3 separate regions of the Sus scrofa genome follow, and regions 1 and 2 are each linked to region 3. The links are chromatin contacts, called in public Hi-C maps. All regions are on one chromosome and are shown on one strand. The core of a region is the stretch at or near the end of the contact, and the rest is flanking DNA. Distances in the headings are between cores, read along the strand shown. Region 1 overlaps SLC7A2 (solute carrier family 7 member 2). Region 2 has its middle 19 kb from the start of SLC7A2. Region 3 overlaps MTMR7 (myotubularin-related protein 7).

The links. Hi-C and Micro-C count contacts between places; a contact is called where the count stands out from the background.
Region 1: a Hi-C map of liver shows a contact between it and region 3, with 6 times the contacts expected there. The contact joins two enhancer-like sites. A contact is called at or near these places in 7 of 47 Hi-C or Micro-C datasets (brain, embryonic fibroblasts, liver and 1 more) and 1 of 2 datasets of contacts at active chromatin or transcription factors (skeletal muscle).
Region 2: a contact with region 3 is called in a Hi-C map of liver, with 2.4 times the contacts expected there. The contact joins two enhancer-like sites. A contact is called at or near these places in 2 of 47 Hi-C or Micro-C datasets (embryonic fibroblasts and liver).

Annotation. Positions count from the first base shown.
Region 1 is chr17:5,228,354-5,231,053 of Sscrofa11.1, forward strand. All of the region lies in intron 1 of SLC7A2 (solute carrier family 7 member 2), which reads left to right. Among named protein-coding and RNA genes, the nearest start is that of SLC7A2, 38 kb to the left of the region's middle. Within about 2 kb of position 1,433, at least 4 of the 83 cell types and tissues checked have an H3K27ac peak or open chromatin away from gene starts, as enhancers often do. A contact at or near this core is called in liver, where this site is marked.
Region 2 is chr17:5,171,249-5,173,948 of Sscrofa11.1, forward strand. No RefSeq gene overlaps it. Among named protein-coding and RNA genes, the nearest start is that of SLC7A2, 19 kb to the right of the region's middle. Within about 2 kb of position 1,338, at least 1 of the 83 cell types and tissues checked has an H3K27ac peak or open chromatin away from gene starts, as enhancers often do. A contact at or near this core is called in liver, where this site is marked.
Region 3 is chr17:5,039,465-5,042,164 of Sscrofa11.1, forward strand. It overlaps MTMR7 (myotubularin-related protein 7), which reads right to left. Exons shown (of 15, transcript XM_003134197.6): 8 at 2,589-2,700. Among named protein-coding and RNA genes, the nearest start is that of MTMR7, 82 kb to the right of the region's middle. Within about 2 kb of position 1,252, at least 8 of the 83 cell types and tissues checked have an H3K27ac peak or open chromatin away from gene starts, as enhancers often do. A contact at or near this core is called in liver, where this site is marked.

The sequences.
Region 1 (2,700 bases), core at 183-2,682, 190 kb after region 3:
GGGCCTATGAAAAGCATTTTGCTTACCCCTTCCCCTTCAATCCCCACTTCAGGAATGAGTAAAATAATTGGCTGAAGTGGTTACGTATTTAGGTACACAGCTGTGCCTTTCACATATAATCCTGAGGGTTTTTTTTTTTTTTTCTTGTTTGTTTGTATGGCAGGGGACGTGGGGGGAAATACAGATCCACATATTCCATTGAGAACAAGCTCTCAGCATACATGGTTGGTTTGCCTGTGCTTTCTGAGCTGTACATTTGGCTAGCACTTTAATTTTTGGAAGTGGAGAAATTACCCCAAATTATTGATTGGGGCAAGAGTCAAAGATGACTCAGAACTAAACTCTATCCCTGCATCTAAAGTTGGAATCTAATGAGGAACCGTTTTCCCACATATTTTCCCTATATTCTTGCTACATTTCTGTTATCCTTTCATCCCACCAGAGAAATTTGCCTTGACTTTTCAAGTTGAATAGTATCCTTCACTGGGGGTCTTAAGCTACATGAGGCTCTTCATCAGACCATTGGAAAGAATATTTTCGTTCTACATATTCACGATTTGAAGGAAAAGGGAGTGTTTAGAAATCTTAAAAAAAAAAAACCAAATAAACAATCTCTAGAATATGAAACAAGGAAGTAGCCAACAGTCATCATTGTAATGATTAGTAGTAGTTGTGTTTTCTTCAGATTCTTCAGTAAATTATCTTTACACTCACAGAAAGCTGTCCTAGAAAGGAGAACTGTAGGAATGGCAGGTCCTAAGGGAGGTATAAGTGATGTTCCAGAAGGATTTGTTTGCCAGGGATTTAATTTGACAACGAGCTGCTTACCTTAAAGGATCATGGTCCAGTTCCACCTTCTGCCTGCCTCACTAGTGATTGGGTGTGTGCCAGCTCACGCTTGGTGTGCATTAAGCAACTCAGTGGTACTGGGCCGTGGATGATGAAACACTGCTTTGCTGCTTGTAAAGAGGGACCTTCCCGCAATCGGGATTTGTTGAAACCTTCCTGTGAAAGATTCTTAAACAAACTTGGTTTTTGTTGATATAAGATAAATGAAATGGGGAGGTTGTGTAGTAAGAGTTTAGGAGGTTCAAAGAATTTTCACTTGCCCTACTTTTTGGTAAATATCATAAAGTGTCTCTCGGTGACAAGGAAATAATTTGCTTAGAACATTCTCAATGACCCTCTAGCGGACTCAGTCTGTGTACCCTAGATTTTAAAAAATCAGACTTCTGAATACTCAAGAGAAACTGTGGGTAGAACTCTATGGACTGCAAGTAACCCTAAAAAGTAATACCATTTGGAGAGAAGAAAAGACAAATGGAGTTGGCCCTCTGTAAACGCGGATGCCCAACATGTGAATACAGAGGACCGATTATGGGAGTTGAGCATCTGGGGAGTTTGGTACCTGTGGCTAATCTGGATTGGATCCCCTACAGATATGCAGATATGGAGGGATGGCGGTATGGTCACCATCCTTGATCAGAATATGAATACTCAGTGTGAGGAACCAGAAGGGTTCATTGTGCTGTCACTGGAATTCATTTGAGGGGCTCAGACTTAAAAGATAAAGGAATAAAATGCAAATCTATGAAAAATAGCCACGGAATGTTTGCTCTTATCTTTTCAAAATATTTAGTCATAAAGGTGGGAGAAAAGGGACCTTGGAGGAGTGGCAGTAGGTGACTGAGGGAGGGCTGATCTGCTTTTGGCTTTAGAAGAGTGGCTTTCTGACCAAAGGGGGAGAACAGAAAGGGAACCTGAGGCTCAAGTTAGTGGGAGAGAACATAGCTGCTTCATGCTATTTCACAATTTTAGGCCTGGAATACTTACATCTCATGATAATTAAATAATGAGCAGATATGAGGGTGGAGTGACCATCTGTCATTTTGGAGGCCCCCTGAAGTATAGGAAAGGGAGCAGCAGAAATTAAAGAGGCAGTTACTCTTCAAAATAGAGGCCACTATAGATCCTGGAAACCCCAGATCAGGGAGCTGGATATAGTTTACCAGCAAAATTCTAGGAATGTGTGGTGTGTACTTGGAAAAGAAGTAAGCAATTTCCAAAAGGTGTCATAAGTTCACCAAGAATAGTTTTGCCTGAGAAACTCCATACCCTCTTTTCACAAGGCTATGAGACTGATGGGTTTTGGAAATTTAAATGTAATATATTATCATCTCAGCAAAGCTTTTAATACTGTATGTTGTGATAACTTTAGAGTAAGCTGGAGAAGAATGTGGATCTTCCATTGTTTCCATGATGTACCCCGAGTGTTGATTAATGGGTTGATGCCAGCTTGGAGGGACATTCTTGATGGCATGCCATGGTACTCTGTCCTTTGCCCTGTCACGTTTAACAGTGTTTATCATTTACTTGGGTTAAGATAAAAGTCATGCTTGCTAAATTTGCAGTGACATTGGAGTTCCCATTGTGGCACAGCAGAAATGAATCCAACTAGTATCCATGAGGATGAGGGTTCGATCCCTGGCCTCTCTCAGTGGGTTAAGGATCCGGTGTTGCCATGAGCTGTGGTGTATTAGGTCACAGACTTGTCTCAGATCTGGCATTGCTATGGCTATATAGATAGTCTATGTATATATCATTGAGAAAAAAAATACCTGAGGGTTTTAGTTGATGACAAACCAAGTATGAGTCATTTATTCACCTAACAAATGTGTACTGCACTCCTCTCTATGTTTT
Region 2 (2,700 bases), core at 88-2,587, 130 kb after region 3:
GGTTTAATCGGAGCTGTAGCCGCAGGCCTACGCCAGAGCCACAGCAACGTGGGATCCGAGCTGCGTCTGTGACCTACACCACAGCTCACGGCAACACTGGATCCTTAACCCACTGAGCAAGGGCAGGGATCGAACCCACAACCTCATGGTTCCTAGTTGGATTCGTTAACCACTGAGCCATGATAGGAACTCCAAAATTTATTTGTATTTAAAAGGAAAAATTCTGCCTGTGTCTGTATCCTCTATTATTTTTGGAAAGGCCCACTTTTTTCCCAGAGAAGTGTAAAAAGATTTTTTTCTTTCACTTTTTTTTGAGATATAATTGACACTGAGCACAGTATAAATTTAAGATGTACAGCTAAAGATTTGATTTATATACATCATGAAGTGACTATCACAATAAGTTTAGAGAGCATCCATCATCTTATATGGATACAAAATTAAAGAAATTTGAAAAATTTTTTTCTTGAGATTAGAACTCTTAGGATTTACTCTCTTAACAATTTCCATATGTAACATACAGCAGTGTTAATTCTATGTATCATGCTTTACATTACATCAAAACAAAATGTCCTGGAAATGAGTTTTATAGCTAAATCTATGGTCAAAGAAGATTAAGCATAATTTTTATATTCAAACCCAGGAAGATGAGTTCTAGTGTTCCATTTTGTACTCACAAAATCAGGCTACCACCATTCAGATTTAATTTAAAGGAGTTCCCGTCATGGCTTAGTGAAAATGAATCTGACGCAGGTTCAATCCCTGGCCTCGCTCAGTGGATTAAGGATCTGGCATTGCATGAGCTGTGGTGTAGGGCCCAGACATGGCTCAGATCTGGTATTGCTGTGGCTGTGGCATAGGCCAGTGGTTACAGCTCTAATTTGACCCCTAGCCTGGGAACCTGCATATGCTGTGGGTGCAGCCCTGAAAAGACCAAAAAAAAAAAAAATTTAATTTAAGTAAAGTTGTTTAGCTCCTTATATATTTCCCTAAAGACATAATGTTAAGCTTAACATTTATTTTCAAGATCTCATGGAACTGCAGTTAATGGTGTAAAGCAGAGAATTTGTCTTCATTGGGTCTCTGGATCAGTAAGCATCAACCCATCCACTGGGATGAAGTGTATAGAGTACACAGAGAAAAACCAGATTAGTCTCTGGGCATTGCAGCTAGTGGACATTTACTGTCTGTTTTTCACTTAGGTGGTTGCCTAAGAGCAGAAACTTGAACTAAGTTATCACAAGAATTGCCCAACATATCAAGCTTGTCAACCAGTTTTTGACACCTACGTCAACACCAGAAAGAAAGCAATGATTGCAGTTCTGCAGCCACACCCCTCCACACACCCCCTGATATCACTAATCATAGGGCTTCCAGATGGAAAAAATGATCGAACAATTTAGCCTTGCTTTATCTCTCCCTAAGTTTTATTTAAAGTTTTGCCTATTGTATAATATTCTCTTTCAACCTCACCTAACCATAGAGACCTAACCTAACCTCTCTTAACCATCGAAAAAATATCGTTTTAATCCCTCAGAGAAAAAAATAAGCAGTATATTAGAGATGGGTAAAGCCATGATTGAAAATTTGTCTTTTCTAATCACGTACCCCATGTACATTGTCTTTTGTGTTTGTGCAGGTTTGTGACACATCTCATCTAGCTGACAAATGGTTTTGACAAATGCCTAGTCATTGTCTTGCTACCTCTCTACCTACACTCCTGATCACATCTCTGTTTGAAATCACAAGGTTACAGGACAAGTTGTCCTAAGTATTGAAATCCTGTATTTGTCTAGTGGTGAAGCATGTTTGAGGCAAGTACTAGTTTCCTGCCAACTGCTTCAGCCTTGACCCCCAGGACACCTGCCACCTTTGTTACGAGAGCAGTGATGCATTAGCGGTGGGCTCTTCTGACATTGACATTCCTCCCTAGAATCAAGACATCCAGTGGACTGGGGAAATTCCAAAGAACTTTCCTACATTACATAGAGGCACAGGCGGGATTTGCTTTGAGAAGTAAAATAAGAGTGCAAAAAAATGTTACAAACTTCACTTTGGGTATTCCACCAGATAGGGTTAAGGCTTTAGGGAAAGACATTTAAATTACCTAGGTCCCTCTTTCCTTTTGTGAAGGATGAAACAGCTTCACTGGATCATGCCAGAGACCGACTTCACCTCTAGCTTTCAGTGGTTCTATGACAACAGAATGGTTTACCAATGGGGAGAAAGAACACTGAACAGCAAGAATACAAATCTTAGGTTCTCCACTGTCCTATGACATCTTGGGTTGCCATTTGCTTCATTTTCTTAGAGGATATAGTGGAAATTAGCATAAAAATAATCTTAAGAAGTTATCTAACCCATGCTTGGAAATAACTGCTCACCTGTTCACATAGGCACATACTTGTAACCATGTTGAAAATGTTGCAGATTTTGGGAGTTCCCTTCATGGTATAGCAGAAACGAATCCGACTGGGAACCATGACGTTGTGGGTTTGATCCCTGGCCTCACTCAGTGGGTTAAGAATCTGGTGTTGCTGTGTGCTGTGGTGTGGGTTGCAGATGCAGCTTGGCTCTGGCGTAGGCCGGCAGCTGTAGCTCTGGTTGGACCCCTAGCCTGGGAACCTCCATATGCTGTGGGTGCAGCCATAAAAAGACAAAAAACAAAACAAAACAAACAAAAAAAATATGTTTCAGATT
Region 3 (2,700 bases), core at 2-2,501:
GAAAACAGGGATTTACAGGGAGGTATCCCAGTGCAGCATGACCTCGAAAGCCCAGATGCGGGAGTCATTCCGTGTGCACCTCCCACCCCCCAACTCCTCTCCCAAAGAAAGGGCGCCCTAGAAGATTTCTATCTCCACACCTGAGGATAAGTTTCCTCTGCCTTGGAAAGAGCCAATTCCAGGTTTTTCTACTGCCTGTTTCAATGAAAAAAAAGAAAATATAGGGCATCCTTTTATTGTTTGAGGGGAAAAGCATTATTTATATGACAAAAGGAAAGCCTCTGTGGAAAGCACTTAATCAGCTATGAAATTGCCATGTAACTGAGAGGCTTCATTTTTATCTCACTGGCAGATGTTTGGGCCACAAAATAGGGTTAGAACTTGGAAATCGAAGTTAACGTTCAATCAGCTCTATAAAAGACCCACACTGGATGTGAACTCAGTCCTGGATTTCAGTTTCTGATGAAATATCCTGTTGCTCTTGTTCAGAGAGAGCTATTTGGGGCCAGAATGCAAACAATTTTTCATTTCTGCTAGGAAGAAGCTATTCTGATAATGTCGGTAACAGTGGTAAAAGAAATCTGGGGGAAAAAGTATGAAGGAAATGCATTATTCCTCTTCCTATCAGGTGACTGTCACACCTTCCCACCTCTCTGGCGCCAAGGACAGCTCTTTGGAGGAAAAGCCTCAGAAGGCAGGTCTGATTGCATCACATCATCAGCTAAGCCTCCACCAGGGGTTTATAATTTACTTGGTAAAAACAGACAGTCAAACATTGGTCAAGTCCCCTGAAAGGCATCCAGAAAGCTGTCCTTGCTTACCACATGGACACAGAGCTGGACACGCAGCGCCGAAGTGCCATGATCCCTCTTGGGAACTGGGGCTGTTTGCTGGTCCTTTCGAAATAATGAGTCAGACCAGAGGTTTAAGGGCAGGGGAAATGGTTCCTAATAAGAAGCTGGATAAGTGCTAATTTTAAGACAAAAGCCAAATGGCCATGTTACAAGCACCCCTGGGAACAGAAGAAAATATATATTCTCAAAAGTCAGCTTACGAAATTACTAAATGAAAAAAAAAAAGCATACAAATGCTTTTCATGATTCTGATAATCATGAACACACTTCATAACTAAAATGAGATACCCTTTCCATGACAGTATCACGCTGGTCCAATTTTTCAACATCTAAAAGGCAGAGTTTATAGCAGTGACGGCCACACTGGCCACTCGCCAGAAGTGTACAAAGCTCAGGGCCCAGGGCATCCCCGAGGTTGTCTGAGATGCAGCAAGTACCACGTGGAAGTCAGATGGAGACCATTCTGGGGGCAGGATTGTTTTCTTTTTACAGATGCAGGAAGAAGTTTCTTCTAACCATTCAAATGCTCAATTTTAAACTATCTGCCACCCGGGGCATCAAACTGTGGACTCCCAGACTGTCAGGGCTGGGAGGGTCCTCAGAAATTATTAGTCCAACCCTCTCCCTTTACAGCAGGTAATAGGGCCACCCAAGAGGGACATGATGTGTTCAAAGCTGTACGCTGACTGAAACGATCCCACGAATTGGGAGGTTGTGGGGGGGCTGTCAGGCTTGTCTGTGACACTCAGGTTCCTCCAGCCCCACCACTAGGTTCTCACTGCATCTGGTTCTGATTATACAGAGCATGGCATGAGTTACTGAGAGCAAATGTGTACCCCCAGAAAAGAGCAATGCAACACTTTCTTTGTCCCTCTTCATTCCAGACCCCACATTTCCTGTTCGGACAGGACAGCCCCGTCCCTTGCACACAGCTCCACCTGCCTGGGGCTTTCGCCCCAGAAGTGCAAGCACATCCCTTGCAGCCTCTCCCAGTCCTGAGTACAGAGGCCAGTGGTGCATTCTCCTTTACCCCTTCTGTTCCCACAGAAGGGTAGGGCCTGGCAACACACTCCTCCCGGGCCTGCCAATCATGATGAACCTGGTTCTGCTCAAAATGTACAATTTCTGGCAATCAGTTTAAGGCTGGTTGGGCCACAGGACTAATTCCTATATATTACATAATGCAGCTTTGTGATTTCCTCTCCCCAAGCACGGAAGCCTGAGCACGTGCATCTGGTGATGCTCCCTGCCAGGAGGGGAGGGGAGGGGTGCCCTGCAGTGGTTGCTGCTGAGAGAAAGGAGGACCAAGACCCCCAGCATCCTTACAATGGCCATTTGGCACCTCATCTTATACAGAACAGCTGGTGATTGCTTTAAAGGCAGGACAGCTTTATCTCCAAGTGGTCTTGAACGTGGGTCAAACTAGTATTATGAGGGAAAAAGAAAGCAACATCCCTGTGGACTCTGATCTTAGGTGTTAGGTACCATTGGAGAGAGCCTGGCAGCTAGCCATCATGGGACAAAACCACTCCACAGGGCATAAAAAATAAGACCGAAACCCGTCAAATGTCTAAAGAGTACCTGCAATTTGATATTCTTCCCCGCTAATCCCACCCCTGCAAACAACATGACAGAAAGACACAATTTTCACATCAAGAGACTATCTCATTCCACTTTGACATTAAAACATTCAAGTGCATTTCTTAAAATGCTGTGGATAAGGAAATGGTTTACCTTCCAGCATTTTTTGCAGACTGTTCCTCATGACATGGATGTTCTCTATCCCGATAAACTGAAACTTGATATTGGAATAATTGTCTTCATTCTCATAGCCTTTCCCTGCAGC